Regions from separate parts of the Oryctolagus cuniculus genome. Here region 1 is linked to region 2. Evidence: chromatin contacts called from public Micro-C data. All regions are on one chromosome and are shown on one strand. The core of a region is the stretch at or near the end of the contact, and the rest is flanking DNA. Distances in the headings are between cores, read along the strand shown. Region 1 overlaps WWTR1 (WW domain containing transcription regulator 1). Region 2 holds the start of WWTR1 (WW domain containing transcription regulator 1).

Region 1 (5,680 bases), core at 1,333-3,832, 95 kb before region 2:
GGGAGACAGAGAGATCTTCCATGCACTGGTTCACTCCCTAGATGCCTGCAACAGCCAGAGCTGGGCCAGACTGAAGCCAGGGGCCTGGAACTGCATCCGGTCTCCCACATGGGTGGCAGGGGCCCAAGTACTGCGCTCCCAGGTGCATTAGCAGGAGGCTGGATCCTAAGTGGAGCAGCAAGGACTTTACCTGGCACTCTGATATGGGGTATGGGCATCGTAATGGTTAGCTTAACTAGATGTGCCACAACACCTGCCCTCAAGGTCTATTTTAGAAAACAAAATCATAATCATAGCATACACAATGTTGCCTGCTGTAAAAAATTAGAATATTGTAATAAGCAATTTTCCATGTGTCTCCACAGTCTATAACTGTTATTCCACTGGTTACAAACACATTTATTTTCATATTACAGGCATTATTTATTTACCAGCTATTACAGCTAACATGCCTCTGCATACACAACTTTCCAAAATGTTCACCTTGCATACTACTTGGGAATTTCATCCTGGAGAGTATTTTGGGGGAAAATGTACAGCATCAAACATGTTCATGGCTCCACATACCTGTTACTGATTTTTCCACCTAAACTTCACATGATAAAACCTACATATCTTCATTGCCTAACCTATCCCTCAAAGTAAGTGAATGCTAATCTAGGTAAAAGATTCATTCACATCAAGATCAATGGAGCGGAGAAAGCGCTGTGGTATAGCAGGTTAAGCCAACGCCTGCAGCGCCAGCATCCTATTCAGACACCATCAGGAGTCCAGGCTGATGCTCCGCTTCGGATCCAGCTCCCTGCAAACAGCCTGGGAGAGCAGTGGAAGATGGCCAAAATGCTTGGGCCCCTACAGCCACATGAGAGACCCAGATGAAGCTCCTGGCTCCTGGCTTTGGATCAGTCCAGCTCTGGCTGTCCCAACCATTCAGGAAGTATACCAGAGGATGGAAGATCTCAGTCTCTGTCTGTCTGTATGTCTGTCTATCTCTCTCTGTATCTGTATCTTTCAAATAAATAAATAAATCTTAAAAAAAAAATCAGTGGAGCACACCCATGCAAACACAAGGTTCATTTCTTTATATTCTGTGTCCCACTTTATTTCATAGTGGAAACTCAATCAGTTAATACATTTTTCAGCCTCCATTTCACACATTTCTTAAAGCCTTAAAAGGTAGGAACTATAACAAATCCCTCAAAAACTCAAAAAAAAAGTTTTCAATAATGTTGGTTGAGGGGCTGGTGCTGTGACATAAGGGGTTAAGCCTCTGCCTACAGCAAGCATCCCATATGGGCACCAGTTCGAGTCCCAGCTGCTCCACTTCTGATCCGGCTCCCTGCTAATGCGCCTCAGAAAGCAGTGGAAAATGGCCTAGGTGCTCGGGCCCCCCCACCCACGTAGGAGACCAGGATGAAATTCCTGGCTTCGTTTCGGCCAGCTCCAGCCATTGCGGCCATTTGGGAAGTGAACAATGAATGGACGACTTCTCTCTCCCTCTCTGTAACAGCACGTTTCAAATAAATGCAATGAATCTTTAAAAAAAATAATGTTGGTTGAAGTGAATTCTGACAACAGACAGCTTCCTCAAACCCGGAGAAGGTAGCACTGATTTTCCTACAGTGGTTACAAAACGCTGCTGCTTTTAGTGAAGAGAAGCCCTCTTTTCACAGGACCCCTTTCCCCTTTTCCTGTGCCAGCCAGTCTTCCTTCCTTTCTATAAACACACGCTTCTACCAGCACCTACCACCTGCACCCTCCCCCTTAACGCCCGTGGGTTTCTCTCTCTTCCCTAGTCTCTGGGTTTGCGTGTGTATACCCCTGTGCACTTGAGGCTAATGTATGCTGCATAAAACACAAAGTTCAAAAACTAGTCAGAACATCGGAGCTGGAAAAATTGCAGTAGCCGGATGTGTCTGCCAGGAACTCACCATACAAATTTAATTAGAAAACACCGGAAAAAGGAAAGAAGAGGATACCTACGTCTAAATCTGAGTTTTAGTGGACTTTCAGGATCCCCTCCCACATGCTTCCAGCAACGCTGGTCTGCAGTATCCCTTCTCTATTTATTTGCTGTTGATAAAATACAATGCCTTTAACTGCCTCTGTGCACTTCCTAGGGGGAAGAAGCAGCCAACTCACTTGAGCACACACAAGATTTTCCATCTTGTCTTGAAAAGCATGCCCAGAAAATTAAAAACTCACACATGTGTTTATAATTTGAAGTACAGATCAAGACACAGACCTGGAGGATTTATGCTCTCGGCTGGCAGACGGCACATCTTCAAAGGAGGAAGTGCGTGTGTGTGTGTGTGTGTGTGTGAGTGATTTTTTTTTTTTAAATTCCGACGGTATTGAAAATACACTCTGGCTGCACCTTCCCGAAGTTTCTGTCCTGGCTTGGGCTGGCAGTCTGGTGAACTTGTTAGACAGTCCTTACTTTTCCTGTACTGTCTGGGAAGATAACTGGCACCCCCACTAGAGGCCTCTTTCCAACAAAGAGCTCTGTGAATGTGTGGCCCATGATTGCTGAATTCTCATGAGAATGGCAGAGTCCCATGCCACTTTCTCTTTGTAAAAGTGTCCTAAAATATGGGGACATAAGTCACGGCATGCCTGTGGCATCTGCGTACTGAGAAATGGCACGGTCTGACCCTGTCACCACTCAGTGGGGGAAAGGCTCATCTCTTGCAAGCCAAAGCACAAACACTCTTGACAAGCTCCCGCTGTCCACGGGCTGATGGCAAGAGCGCGGGGACACATGCTCCCCTTCATCGTCTCACAACTTCTGTGTGAGGTTAAAGAATATTTCAGGGGACAGGGATGTTCGGCGCAGCAGTGCCCGTGCTGGAGTCCCAGGTCCTCTGTCAATCCAGCATCCTGCTAGTGTGCACCCAAGGAGGCAGCAGCGATGGCTTAAGTACCTGGGTCCCTGCCACCCACGTGGGAGACCAGGATGGAGCTCCTGGCTCCTGACTTTGGCCTGGCCCAGCCCTGCCTGTTGCAAGTATTTGGAGAATGAACAAGCAGATGGGAGACCCCTCACCCCATCACTCTGCTTTTCAAATAAATAAATAAATGCTTTTAAAAAGTGAATATTCTAGAGCAGGAGTTGTGGCATAGTGGGTAAAGCCGCCACCTGGGACACCGGCATCCATATGGGTACCAGTTCGAGTCCCAGCTGCTCCACTTCTGATCCAGCTCCCTGCTAATGCACCTGGGAAAGCAGCTTGAAGATGGTCCAAATGTTTCAGGCCCTGCTACCCATGTGGTAGACCCAGATGAAGCTCCTGGCTCCAGCCTGGCCCAACATTAACTGTTGCAGACATTTAGAGAATGAACCAGTGGATAAAAGACCTCTCTCTCTTTTTTTCTCTCTCTCTAACTCTTTCAAAATAAATAAAGATTTTGTTTAAAGTGATTATTCTACACAAGCTGTCAGCACTCACATGATTACCAAATGATAATAACTCCTCCTTACTACCTTAGATCCTGTAAGGCCTTCCTTCCCTCTCCCGTTCACGGGGTATGCCTTGGATTCAGACTTAGAGGTTTACTCAGACAGAAGCAAACTGAGTAAAGCCTTATAGTAGACCCTGTTTGGCAAACACAAAAACTAAAATTGCAGTTAAAGCCACACCATGCTGGAGACGGTTATTTGAATTAAAGTGCAAAAATCGTTTTCAGAGCCCGCTTCATTGAAGTGTATGAAAATTCCTTAGCTCTAAAGGCCCAAGAAATCTATCTCCTTTCAGAAAGAATCTGTTTCCATGAAGCCACTAACTCCACGATGAATTTAAGTGAAGGGTTTCTCCTCCCACAATTAAAACATGCTCAATTTATAAGTCACATTTCAGGAATGCATTTAAAACTCTTAGAAAAAGACAAGATACTAGGCATCTACCAGAAAGAAGTTTCTTGGGGGAGGGGAAACCGAAGCATTTCCACCAGAGGGCGCTGTTCTCATTGGCAGTAATGAATGCGGTATTCCTAACTTAAAGCCCCAAATAAATTTTTTTCTTGAAATTCTTTGTGATGAACAATCTTAAAATATAACATATTATGGTTAAATACAATAAATATTTACTTCAGTTTATTATAGGCCAAAGTCCTATGTTTTTCACAAATACAATCTCATAATTTCCTCATACAACACAGAATCTTCATTCTACATATGGGGAAACTGAAGCACAACTAAGTAACTTAGCAGAATCACCGAGCTGGTAACTGGCAGGGCCAGGATTCAAATTCTGGTAGCACGAGCCCCAAGCATATCTCACCTATGTCATGTCTGAATGTGCTCAATAATACCACTGATGCTAACACAGCTCTAGAAATATTGAAAATTAGCGATAAGAGGTGCTAATCTCATTATCAGATAGTAATGTTATTTTGACAGCATTTTCACATATACACAAGTACTTCCCATTGGAGGGAAAATAGCACTTATGTTCACTTACTTGTCATCTACATCTCATGAAAAGTGCCAAAGTTCTAGATTTCACAAGGAGAGAGAGAGGAACTTGCTCTTTTATTTTTAAAGATAATGAGTACGAATCACAGGCAAAGCTGAGGGTTGAAGTGAAATATTCTGAGTAAATCATTATTACTAGCACCACCCTGGGACTCAAAATTGTATCCTGGTCTTCAGAACTAACTTGGCATTTCTGATTTTTTTAAGATTTATTTATTTATTTGAAAGAAGAAGATACAGAGAGAAAGGAGAAAGAGAGATCTCCCATCTGCTGGTTCACCCTCAAATGGCCACAAGAGCCAGAGCTGGGCCAGACTGAAGCCAGGAGCCAGGGGCTTCTTCCAGTTCTCCCAACTGGGTGGCAAGGGCCATCTTCAACTGCCTTCCCGGGCATATTAGCAGGGAGCTGGATCAGAAGTAGGGCAGTCTGAGTCTGGGACTCAGACATACGTGATGCCGGCACTGCAGGCAGCAGCTTAACCTGCTATAGCACAACACTGGCCCCGGTGTTCCTGGATACATGTCTATCCTTGGGGACACATCTGTGACTCTGTGTAGGCTGACAACATATTCTGAAATGGGCAAATATTCAAGTATTGTTGGAAAAACCCAAGAATATATGTCTTGAGAAATGTACTGACCTCATTTATTAGAAATATGGAAAGCAAGGTATTTTATTTAGCTACAGTACGTATGTTTCACAAAGTTCCAATCACAGCTTCTTTAGATTACTCCACTAACATGACTGGACTGTGTATGTGTGTGTGTGCACACACAAGCACAGGCAGATCACATGTGCCTTCAGTATCAAGCTTCAACCATTCCAGTTCCTTTCTAATTTAATTAGTACACTTCCTACTTGTTGCACAATTTTTAAAAATTACAAGGAGCACACAGAAGAGCATAACGAAGCATATTCCCCACAGTGTTATACATACCAGCAACACACTAGTAACAGCCTAATTATCCATCGGACAGGAACTAGTTAAATAAACTAATTATAACATATCAATATGCTGGACCACTGGGCAACTTTTAAAAAGAATGAAGCAGCTCCATGTGCATGACTATAGAGGTGAAAAAAGCAAAGTGAGGAACACTGGGTATAAAATGCTAGGTGCACACGCGCACACACACACACACACACACACACAGCAGGAAACACTGCCTGGCTCCAGGAAGTAAACTGGGAGACTAAGGAAACGG
Region 2 (5,365 bases), core at 1,061-3,560:
CCTTGCATAAGCTGTCAAACAGCTTTTGGAGGGGAAGGAACAAAAATTGGTCACCAGTCTGAGCCCCAGAGTTGGCTGTAATAAACCTCACCCATCTGCGTGTGTGCATGCATAGAGTTCTCTCATGGCAATCAAAGTGCCCCATATGAGTGCCAAAGAAGGACTTGAATAATATTTTTTAAGTGGGCCATCATGTTTTAGAACAACTTTTGAACGAAAGCTCTTCCACCAAAGGAACACAGGCGTTTAAATGAACTGTAAGGCAAGTTCCTGGAAGAGGAGTTTTTCTCACTGGCAGAGAGTGCAATCAAGTGCAGGCAATCCTGAACCAAGTGGCCCAGCTGGCACCATTTCCACCCAGGCCTTTGCTAGCCTGACCCTCCATGACCTCACTAGCTACATTTCAAGTTCCAACTTGGTTTCTCCTCAGGAATGTAATTATCGTAGGGTACCACAACGGAAACAATAACCTCCAGTGTTTGAGAATGTATTTTCCTGTAGGCTCTAATTAGAAAACTCGAACCTAACTTCCAACCCATTGTAACAGAAGGCTGGAACAAGGCTAAGGGCAGAAGCAGCAGGCTGCCGATGTGATGGTATTTTAGGTGACCCAGCGCAACCTCATAAAACTCCTGACCCAATTTCCACACAATTGATTAGGCCAGCCCACGGGGACTTCACCCCAGTTGCTAATTACATCACTGTGCTGTGTGGTCATTACGTCACCCTGATGGGTGCTGCACCCGGCTGCTCCCTTTCCCAGCTTGCTCCCCCTAGAAGCCAACGGCCCCTCCCGCCCTGAGCCTCCCAGCCTCTCTCTCACAGGATCCCCCTCCGTCCCGCAAGGCGCGAAGGCTCTGTGCTAGGGGGAACCTGTTTCAGTCCTCCAGATTCAGGGCGAAGTACAGACGTGTCCCGTGAGCATTTCCCCGCCACAATTTTGTTTTCTCCTTGGTTCTTCCAGAACGCCAATGAACCTTACCAGATTCTGCTCTGCCCCTGGTCCCTTACAAGTATGTCCACACCCAGACAGTCCATACATCCAGCCTTCGGGATTCGGGGGCTGGGAGGGGGCAAGATCCGTGGGAGGACACGCACCATCTCACACTCACACACGCACACACGACAAAGCGCGCGGGCCCTGAGGACGCGGGGATTCTGTGCCCCTCGGCTCCGGGTCGACTTACTTGAGGAAGTACTTCTGGCCAGTGGCCGTGTAGGCCATCTCCCAGCCCGGGGGCAGCGGCGGCTCGTCGGTCAGGTCGTAGGAGCGCTGGCAGAGGTGTACGTGCTGCTGCGCGGGACTGCCCGCGGCGCCCGCGCCGGTGCCCAGCTGCAGGGACGCGGGCGACGAGTGTGAGCGGACGTGCTGGGCGCCGCCGGCCAGCCGGGGCCCCGGGTGGCCGCCCGACGAGTCGGTGCTGGACTGGCGCGAGTGCGAGCCCGAATCCGGCTCCTTGAAGAAGGACTCGGGCAGGATCTTCTTCCGCCACGAGCTGGGCTTGGGGTTCATGACAGAGTTGAAGAGGGCTTTGAGGTCCGTGTCGAGGTCCTGCGTGACGTGGATCACTTGCTGCCCGGGCGGCGGGAGCGGAGGGGGCGCCGAGGCCGGATTCATCTTCTGCAGGGAGAAGGGAGGTCAGTCTCTTATCGGAGTTGGAGGACGGGCTGGGAGGAAGAGAAGGGAGAGGACGGGTCGGTGTCGGCCTCGGGATACCAGCCGCTCGGCCGGGTGGGGGAGGGGTCCCTCCTGACCTCGGGAATTATGCAACTTTCTTGAAGCAAAGAAGTTACCGGGAATAGGAGAAGGAAGGGCGGGGTGGGATTCAGGGTGGGGATGGCGGACGTTGCTGCACTGCTGGTGGCAGAGGATAGGGCGCAGCTTTCCGCGGCCGGCAGCCTCTGCAGCCCACCTCCCCCACCGCCCCCGCCCGCCCCCGGGAAGTCTCACCCCGAGCCAACCCCACGCCAGCCCGACTCCGGAAGGCAGAAGAGCCCGGCGCCCTGGACCCGTGCCGGGCAAGCGGGCGCGTTCCAGCGGGCACTACCTGGGCGCGCAGCGAAGCCGAGCCCGAGTGCGCGGCGGCCGCCGTCCCGCCCGAACTTGCCGTCTGGCCTCGGTCGCCCGGCTGCGTCCCGCGCGTGCGGAGCTGGAGCCGGGGCCCGACTGGCAGAAACCGAGCCGACTCGGTGCCTGGCAGCCCAGGGGCTTCGGCTCTCACATCCCCCGAGCTGGCCTCAGGCGCTTGCTCTCGGCGAGAAGGAGGCGGAGGAGACGCCGACAGCGCGGCCGCAGCAGCTCCGGGACTGTCCCATAAACAAAGTTTGGAGCAAACTCCCACCCCCAGGAAAGAGGCGGGCCCGAAAGTTGAGCTGTTGAATTATGCATGACCTGCAGGTCCTGAGCCTGCCTGCCTGCCCCCGCTCGCCCCTCCTCTTCCTCCTCCTCCCACCCCCGGCTCCAGAAACCCCTGGGCGTGTTGAGTACTTCACAGGGTAAGAGGAGACGGGTGCCCCCCACCCACTCCTCCCGGCCCGCGCGGACCTCTCCCGCGGAGCTCCGGATCTGCATTCCTTTTAGTTTACCACCGACTTGGGGCGGGATCAAAGGGAAAGTGGCCCGAACCTGTTTAATCAAGGGGTTGTGGACCGAAACCCAGGCTGGGGGTGGCGGAGGGCAGGCGGGTGAGGGGCCCAGGCTGGGGAAGGGCCGGTCCAGGGCGCTGCGCCTTCTCCTGGAGCCCGGCGCCCAGGCCTGCAGAGCACCCGCAGCGCCGCGCTGACCCACGATGCTGCCCGAGGGCGGGCCGGGGTACGCCCCGGCGCGGGGAGACTCCAACAAGGCCAGCCTTTCCCCGGGAGGCTGCTTAGCGCTTGTGACCATATTTGGTCTGGCGAGGAGGCATTTTGGCCGCTCGACTTTCGATTGTCTACTAAAGAGCGCGGACGGTGCCCCATAGAGTGCTGCTGTCGCTGGAGATGCGGCTTCGCCCACGGGTGGGGTGTAAACAAACAGCCTCCAAACCATTCACCAACCCTTGGTTGCCTCGATGGCTTGGCCCGGGCCGCTAGGGGCCGAGAAGAAAGCGGGTCAAAGCTGGGAGCTGCGAGGCGAGAGCAGTTGCGCCCCCCCCCCCCCCGTGACATCCGCGCGGTAGTGGGAGGATTGGAATGTCCTTGACGCCCTCCAGGGAGCCAGGTCCCGGCATGGAACCCGAGCAGGTGGCTGCGAGCAGAGAGGGGGTGCCGGTGACCCGGAAAAAGCCACCCACCCTCCCACCGACGGATCTGCGCGAAGGCTGAAGACCCCCTGCCCTTAGCCAGGGGAAGAAGGTCAAACCTGGCAGACAGCTGCGGGAAGTGGGAGGCGGTCGTGCCCTCCGGAGCGGCTTAATTCCTCCGCTCCCTCCTGCCCTTCTCCGTTGCGGAAAAACGGGAGGATGGCCGGGAGGTAGATTCCAGAAAGCCCCCACACCACCCTGTTGATTCAGATTGAAGTTTATTAAATAAATCAAATGAGGCAATATTTGTAAAACACCGCACAGCAGAGGGCAGGCTACCAAAGTGTTTGCTAAATTAAAATGTATTACATGCAGACATTGTACATCAACATTTTTATAAGGGTGAAATAAAGGGGGTCAGCGCTGTGGCATAGTAGGCTAAGCTTCCGCCTGCAGCGCGGTTCCAGTCCCGGCTGCTCTACTTCCAATCCAGCTCTCTGCTCTGGCCTGGGACAGCATTAGATGGCCCAAGTCCCTGGGAGACCCAGAAAAAGCTCCTGGCTCCTGGCTTCGGATCTGCCCAGCTCTGGCTATTGTGGCCGTTTAGGGAGTGAACCAGTAGATGGAAGACCTCTCTCAATGTCTCCCCTCTCTGTCTGTAACTCTACCTCTCAAATAAATAAATAAATAAATTTTTTTTTGGCTTGCGAATGCATCACATGTACAGACATCCCCGCAGTCCTCATCACATCAGCAGACAGCCATAAGTCACGTTTCACTTCCTGTTCCAAACCCATCTGTAATGCTCCGTGTCAAAGTCGTCGGCCAGCTCTGAGTCCTCCTCCTTGGGTGGGAGCTGAGCCCCAAGCTTGTGGAGCCAGGCCCGGCGCTGCTTGGCAGACAGGGTGTCCAGGTCCAGGGGCATCACCAGCATGCACCGTGGCTCCCTGCAGCAGATGTGAATGGTGGAGCCATCTTGCTTGACCAGCAGCACCCGGTAGAGGGGTAGAGGCGCGCGGGTAGGCCAGTGAGAGAGGCTCTGCTGCTGTGAGCCCACCAGGGGGACGCGTGCAGGCAGCGGGGCTTGGGGACAGCCGTCTTTATGGCAGTCTGCCACAGCAGGCTGCACACAAACATGATGGTGTTGGGCAGGCAGTGCCGGCTGGTACCCGTCAGCCATGACAGAGAACTGCCCAGCCGCAGGAACCTGACAGCTTGGTGACACATTCTAGGGGAGGGATATGCCTCCAGGCTCATGAAGAAGATCCAGGCCGTGGCTGGGCAGCTCTGACCTCATAGCCAGGAAGAGGCCACGGAGGTGACCAAGGCATAAGGGTGATGATGCAGCCCTCTCCTGATGGTACTCCAGGGGCCTGGACGGCCGTGCTTACCCAAGCAGGCTGCCCACAGCTGCCATTCTTCCTCAGAGCCTCGGGGACACGTGTAGGGGTCAGCTGCAGACCCTGCTGCTCCACCCGCGGCCGCCGCTGTCATGGATGAACTTCACTGGTCACATGGGTAGGACCAGGGACAGGCAGAGGGTCACGGCCCGTTGTGCACCCAGACTATAGCTGCGCGTTGCTCATGGCCTGCATTGTGCAAATAAAATCTTTTTAAAAGAATGAAATAAAGTCCAAATTAAACTCTGGGGTTGCCTTGAAGGAGAAGAGTTAAAGGGAAAAACAAGGTCACCCCTAGATTTGCCTTGGGAAAGGTGGGAGCATTTGGGAGCCATTGCCTGAAGGGTTGCATCCTGAGCAGGGGTCACGTCCCCCTTGTTTGTGCTTGGAGTTGTGCTCTGATTCAGTTTCTCACAGACCAGGAGAAGTCAGGGCTGTCACAGATGAAGGCAGGCACGGGGAGCACCTTCAAAGAAGCCTTCCAGGAGAAGCCTCTGGACTGGAGTGTTTTCCTTGCAGCAAGGTCTCTTCTTCCAGGACTAGCAGAGGGAAGGGGGTGCCACTCCAGGTCACGCCACGGAAAGCAGAATCTGCAAGCTATGCAACTAGAGGAAGTGGCCAGGACTGAATGGTTACTAATTCAGAAGTCTCAAGGCTGCCTTGATTTTTTTAAAAATGATTTATTTATTTATTTGAAAGGCAGAGTTAGAGAGAGAGAGGTCTTCCATCCACTGGGTCACTCCC

What was found. Hi-C and Micro-C count contacts between places; a contact is called where the count stands out from the background.
Region 1: a contact with region 2 is called in a Micro-C map of ear pinna, with 7 times the contacts expected there. The contact joins the enhancer-like site here to the promoter of WWTR1 in region 2. A contact is called at or near these places in 2 of 6 Hi-C or Micro-C datasets (ear pinna and an unstated tissue).

What each region holds. Positions count from the first base shown.
Region 1 is chr4:131,908,648-131,914,327 of mOryCun1.1, reverse strand. All of the region lies in intron 3 of WWTR1 (WW domain containing transcription regulator 1), which reads right to left. Among named protein-coding and RNA genes, the nearest start is that of TM4SF4, 86 kb to the left of the region's middle. Within about 2 kb of position 2,582, at least 1 of the 8 cell types and tissues checked has an H3K27ac peak or open chromatin away from gene starts, as enhancers often do.
Region 2 is chr4:131,814,010-131,819,374 of mOryCun1.1, reverse strand. WWTR1 (WW domain containing transcription regulator 1) reads right to left here and starts at 2,310. Exons shown (of 7, transcript XM_008266317.4): 1 at 2,049-2,310; 2 at 1,188-1,668. The coding sequence starts at 1,618.